Linked DNA regions of Mus musculus: region 2 is linked to region 1. Evidence: chromatin contacts called from public promoter capture Hi-C data. All regions are on one chromosome and are shown on one strand. Each heading gives the region's core, a stretch centred on a gene start, on an enhancer-like site or on the middle of the called end of the contact. The rest is flanking DNA. Distances are from core to core; before and after follow the strand shown. Region 1 holds the start of Eif3j1 (eukaryotic translation initiation factor 3, subunit J1). Region 2 holds the start of A630026N12Rik (RIKEN cDNA A630026N12 gene).

What was found. Promoter capture Hi-C pulls out the DNA fragments that hold promoters and counts their contacts.
Region 2: a promoter capture Hi-C map of pre-B cells shows a contact between it and region 1, with 3 times the contacts expected there. The contact joins the promoter of A630026N12Rik here to the promoter of Eif3j1 in region 1. A contact is called at or near these places in 2 of 39 promoter capture datasets (cranial neural crest and pre-B cells).

The regions. Positions count from the first base shown.
Region 1 is chr2:122,027,260-122,030,119 of GRCm38.p6, forward strand. Eif3j1 (eukaryotic translation initiation factor 3, subunit J1) reads left to right here and starts at 1,321. Exons shown (of 8, transcript NM_144545.4): 1 at 1,321-1,465; 2 at 1,549-1,652. The coding sequence starts at 1,414.
Region 2 is chr2:126,673,930-126,676,629 of GRCm38.p6, forward strand. A630026N12Rik (RIKEN cDNA A630026N12 gene) reads right to left here and starts at 1,358. Exons shown (of 1, transcript NR_166192.1): 1 at 1-1,358. Gabpb1 (GA repeat binding protein, beta 1) reads right to left here and starts at 1,663. Exons shown (of 9, transcript NM_001271468.1): 1 at 1,427-1,663.

The DNA of each region.
Region 1 (2,860 bases), core at 71-2,570:
ACCACGTGTGCCACCACGCTGGGCGGATGCTTTCTTTTATAGAGCGTCATCTCTCATTTTAATAATGCTGTCGAACAGCTGAGCGTGGTGGCGCACGCCTTTAATCCCAGCTCTCGGGAGGCAGAGGCAGGCTGATTTCTGAGTTTGAGGCCAGCTTGGTCTACTGAGTGAGTTCCAGGACAGCCAGGGCTACACAGAGAAATCCTGTCTCGAAAACAAACAAACAAACAAACAAACACAAAAAAATTGCGGTAGAACATTTCTTGAAAGACCACCTTATAAAATGTTTACTTGTAGACGAAAAATACACAAGAAACGGAAAGTACTAAGAATGGCTGATGTGTGTCTGTTTTTTTTAAAGACTTAAAACCTAAGCTCATGCCTTTAATCCCAGCACCTGGGAGCCAGCCTGGTTCACAGAGCGAGTTCCAGGACAGCCCAGGCTACAGAGAGAAACTTGTCTTAAAAACAAAGCAAAACAAAACAAAAAACTTTAAAAACAATGAATATATTGGAAAATCAGACAATATCTAAACTAGCTCCTTCCTTCTTAATGTCCTTACTGGGAAGCCCTGTGCCAAGGGGGAGAGAATTTTGCTCCTTTTAGGTTCTTTTTATCAGTTTACCTGTTAGAATGCACTCAGATGAGCACCACAAGCCTTCTCTCTACCAGAAATGCACCGGAGCACAAGTCACTTGGTTTCTCAAACTCCAGCTTCACCAGTGCCTACCGCGGGCAGAAAACTGAAACTTCCGTCGTCGTTAATGCTACCTTTTTAACATCTAACCTCATAATGCTTCTTTTTGTTGCAGCCACTGCACTGTGTCGAAATCTGTTTACATAACTATTTTGCTACTGTGTTGAGGACAAACTAGAATAAGCCTGGGACGGACCACGGAACTCCGAAATGTTTTCGCCAAAACAATCACCGTGCAGGACTTCGGGTGATCACCGGAAGGGAGAACCAGGGAGACTTGGAGTATACTTCCATCTCCGTGCCCGAATGCTAGGAGGCCACGGGATATCTGCCCTGTCCACTTCCTCCTCGCTGCTCGCCTGCTGCCGGCTCACGATCAGCCAGCACTAGAAGACCCACTCGCTAGCCGAGCACCGCCCGACTCACGCGTGCGCACTTCCTTTCTCTTCTCGCGGGGGGTGGGGGATGAGGGGGTGAGGGGTGTGGCTTGGGGGGACCAGGCTGGTCCGCGTCTCCCAGCCCAGCGTCGCCCCACCCCGCCCGCCCCGCCCCTGCCGCGCGCGTCGCCCGTGGGGCGGAGCCTCTGCCGGGCGCCCAGTCAGCCACTGTCCCAGCCTGCCCTGCGCGGGCCAACGAGAGCCAGCCCAGTGACTCACCTCTGCCGCGCTAACTCTTCGCAGCTCTTCCCATCGCACACGCTCACCCCCGGTTCGAGATGGCGGCGGCGGCGGCGGCGGCAGCGGCGGCGGGGGACTCAGACTCTTGGGGTGAGCAGAAGTTCCGGCCCAAATGCGGGCTGTGGCGGCCCCGCTCCCACGCGGGTACTAACGCGACTCGCTCTCTTCCGTAGACGCGGACACGTTCTCTATGGAGGACCCGGTGCGGAAGGTCGCGGGCGGCGGCACGGCCGGCGGGGACCGCTGGGAAGGCGAGGACGAGGACGAGGACGTGAAGGTAGGTTCGGGCCCGGGAGCCAGGCTACGCCCGTGGGCGCCGGCTGCGGGCGGGGAGATCGGGCCCCCGGGGCGCCGCCCGGGCCTGCGGGCCGTGGGTCCCGCGTGAGCTTCGGCCCGGAGGTTCCCTCGGCTGGACGGCCATGTGGGCAGCAAGGCGGCAGCTTGTCCGGCCGGACTCTGCGGAGGGTGGTGACCGCCTGGGCCCCAGCCCTTCACCGAGGGTCGGCTCTCTGGCCTGGAACCTAACTGGAGACGAGAAGTGACAGCAGCAGTCCGGTCGGCCCACGTGCTATCTTCGCAGTCCAGAACCTCTCACCGAAACTAGGCGAACAGATCGGGAACTCGGTTTCAGTGTTTGTCCCATATGGAAAGTCGTGGATCCGCTTTTCCTAGTTCGGCTCTCCCATGTGTCAGTAACTTAGGTATGATTGTGAAGGCCGGTAGCTCGTTTGAGCGATTAGATGGAGAAAATACATTGAATTTTCTAAACTAGAATTGGAGTAGTAAAACAACTTTTAGCTCTCCCTTCCCCCACCCTGTGGTAAGAAGGATGAACTGAGAGCACTGAGATAACCATCGGGTTAGTGGACAGAACTGTGAACTCTGAAAAACAGAGCTAACAGTTATTCATCTACACAGGGACAGACAGGCTTAGAAAAAAACCCCAAAGAGTTGGTGGTTGTGGTAGACCAGGGGCCAGTGGTTTGTTTGTTTTTTTTTTTTTTTGTATTGTAAATTCGAGTCCTATTCACCTTTATTGTTCTTAAAAACTCTCACGGGCTCATCTTACAGCTTTAGATATACTGTTTGGATTTTTCATTTTTACTCTGAACTTTGCTGAAGTGTATGTCTACTTTACCAGACAGCCTGAATTTGAGGAATGAAGTGATCTTTGTGTACATTGAAGTTAATAATGAAGTTAATAATAGTGCTGTTGACTGGCTACTTACGTGCTTTCTTTATCTATTGTATGTATACACTTGGGCATGGTTTGTTACCGACCTTATATTATCCTATCACGGCAGATTTTCAGTTTTGACTTTTCACTTTTCCTAGGAAGTAGAAGTTAGGACATCTTATAAAGTTAAAGAAGTTAAAGTTGGGCTGGAGAGATGGCTCAGCGATTAAGAGCACTGACTGCTCTTCTGAAGGTCCTGAGTTCAAATCCCAGTAACCACTAGCCACCCATCTGTAATGAAATCTGAT
Region 2 (2,700 bases), core at 108-2,607, 4.6 Mb after region 1:
TTTTTAAAAAAAGCATAATATACATACAGTGTTTTCCATTGGCTATGTGGCATATCACAAGACTGTCTGCAAAAATTGACTCAAGAATGTTTTCTGTTAAACTAGGCTTTAAAAAAGACTTTCGAAAGTGCAAAACAATGTGACTCTTGCCTAAGTCATGAGTTGACACGTTACTTTTCATTTTTGACAAAATAAGAAAAGCGAATAAAGGGATAAGAGCCATCAGTTCCCTTAAAACTTAAAAAGTCAGAGTCTGAAGGCCTAAGAGCCAAAAAGCTATCAGTTATATTTAAATTAATCTGGGTGAATCTCTGTGAGGTAGACTATCGTCTGCGTACTAAATTCGGTGCGTTTTCAATTCTGGGAAGGCCACTACTTCCCTAGAAAAAGCACACCACCGTTCTTTTTTACCCCCAGATAAAAATTACATTTCAGAAAGTAACTTGCCTGAATAGACAACAAACCACAGTGTCTGCAGAAAGAACTCTTAAAAATTACTCCCACGTTATGAAGCTCTCTTTCAGAAGTACTGTGGTCTCGCTCCCTGCTTTAAAGCAAATGTGTCTGCTAGACACAGTGGAAATGGGCTTAAAGCAAAAGCTTCAAGGGAAAAAAAGCCAGCAGGTAGGCCCGCTTTCCTTCGCTCTCATTTTGGAGATGCACACTTCAAGGCTAAGCCCGCGGCTTCAACGCCGTGGGAGAGGTTCACAACAGCACACTCAACACCGATCTGTGCCCAGGCAAGACATGACCGACGAAACTCGCGGCTTCTTTCCGCACCCGCGCTCGCGTGGGTTCCGGTGGCGAAGTCTCCGGGGCAAAAGTCTCGGCCACTGAGAATGGCAGGCTCCGTCCCTTCCGGACTGGCCCGTCTACCCTGCCCCGACCCGGCTGTTCGGGCCGAAACCCGAGCGCCCCGGGCTCCGCGGGGCCCAGCGGGGCAGCGCGGCCCGGCCTTCCCTCCCGCTTGTCGTCGGCCCGGCCAGGCCAGGCCCTCAGGCCGCCGAGACAAAGGAGCGGGCGGGGACAGCGCCGCCTCTCCCGCCGCCTGCCCCGCCGGCCCGGACCCCCACGGCCATGGCGACCCCACCGCAGACCCGACCCGTGGGGCCCGCAGGAGGCCGCGGCGCCTGACCGAGGAGGGGGCGGCGGCCGCCACCATGTCTGCCGCCCCTCCCAGAAGCCAAGCGCCGGGCGGACAAAGCGCGGCGGCGGCGGCGGCGGCAGCACGGACACCCAGGCCGACCCCGCCGACCCCCGCCAAACAAGCGGGGCCAGGAGCCCCGGAAACCCGGCGCCTTAATGCAATAAACAGGAAATCGCGGGGATGATCTGGGTTCCGGGGGAAGTGGAATTATTTTTTACCAGCGAAGAGATCAACTTCCACATCCGGTGGTAACAGGGCCCTACACAGACCCGCACTGACCTGGAAAAGCTTCGGGAGCGGCGGCGGGGGAGCAGCGGGAGGAGGTGCGGGGACCGCGGCGCCTCGGAGCCGTCAGGGCAGACGCGGCCCCGCCACACACAGAGCGCTTCGCTGCACAGGGCGCTATTTTCCGAAAATGCCGCGTCTGCTCGGCGCCCAAAATCCCCACCGAAAAGTCCCCGTCGGCGCGGAGGGACACGGCGGCCGAGCTCCCAGCATGCCTGCGGCGGCCTCGCCAACCCGCGCCCGTTTCCGCCCCACTGGCCCCGGGAGCGAGCCTGCCGCCGCCCTCCCCCAGCCCCGTTCCGGCGGGAGAAAGGGATGAGAGGGTCTGCTTCTGACTTTAAACGGGGAGAAAGGAAATAAGCCATTTCTAGCGTTCGGCCACACAAAGGCTGCGGCGGAATGATCCGCGGGGCGACCGCAAGTCCCGGCTCGCCCGGCGCCTGCGCGGCAGCGGGGTGAGCGCTGCGGTGGCCCTGTGCGCGGCTGGGTGTTCCGCGCCGCGTCGCGGGGCGGGATGTGTGGGAGTTAGGGGTGCGTGTGCTAAGTTCTCCCCCGGCGTGACACGGAAAGTGCCGGCATTTCGGGACGCTTGGAGCTTGGACTTGACTATGGGGTGTTCTAGCAGATTCCCGGCAGGCGGAAGGGCAGCCGGGTACCTAAGATTTAACTTACCGTGGTCCTGGAAGGTACCCGGAATCGCTGGTTGTGGGGCCTGTGCGGGAACAAAGGATGCCTGTCCTCTTCACCTGGTGTAAACTGGTCGTGTGTGACGTGGATGTTTCTGTGGCTTTTTTTTTTTTTAATGTTGTAATAGTGACGCTTTTCTCCTGTCTGTATTGTCAGGATTTTTGTTGATTTGTTTTCGAGGCAAGGTTTCTCTGTAACAGCCCTGCCTGACCTGGAACTGGCTTTGTAGACCAGGGTGGCCTCAAACTCAAAAGAATCCGCCTGCCTCTGCCTCTCAATTGTTGGGATTAAAGGCGCGTACCACCATGCCTAGTGACGTATTTTACTTTCAATGAACCAAGAGTTGATTGGGAGATGATGATTTGTGAAGGAAAAGCCTTATAAATTTACTTCACATGCGATTTTCAAAGTTCCACTTTGATATATTTCACCGAAAAGTCCACTACCCGTGGAACTTTTGGCGTCAGGTATCTAGGAATGAGAATATCGGAGACAACCGAGAATAACCTAGGAGCAAAATGGCTTAAATGAGATCCAAATTGTTTACAGACTTCATTTGTGTTTGTGTGTGTCTGTCCTCA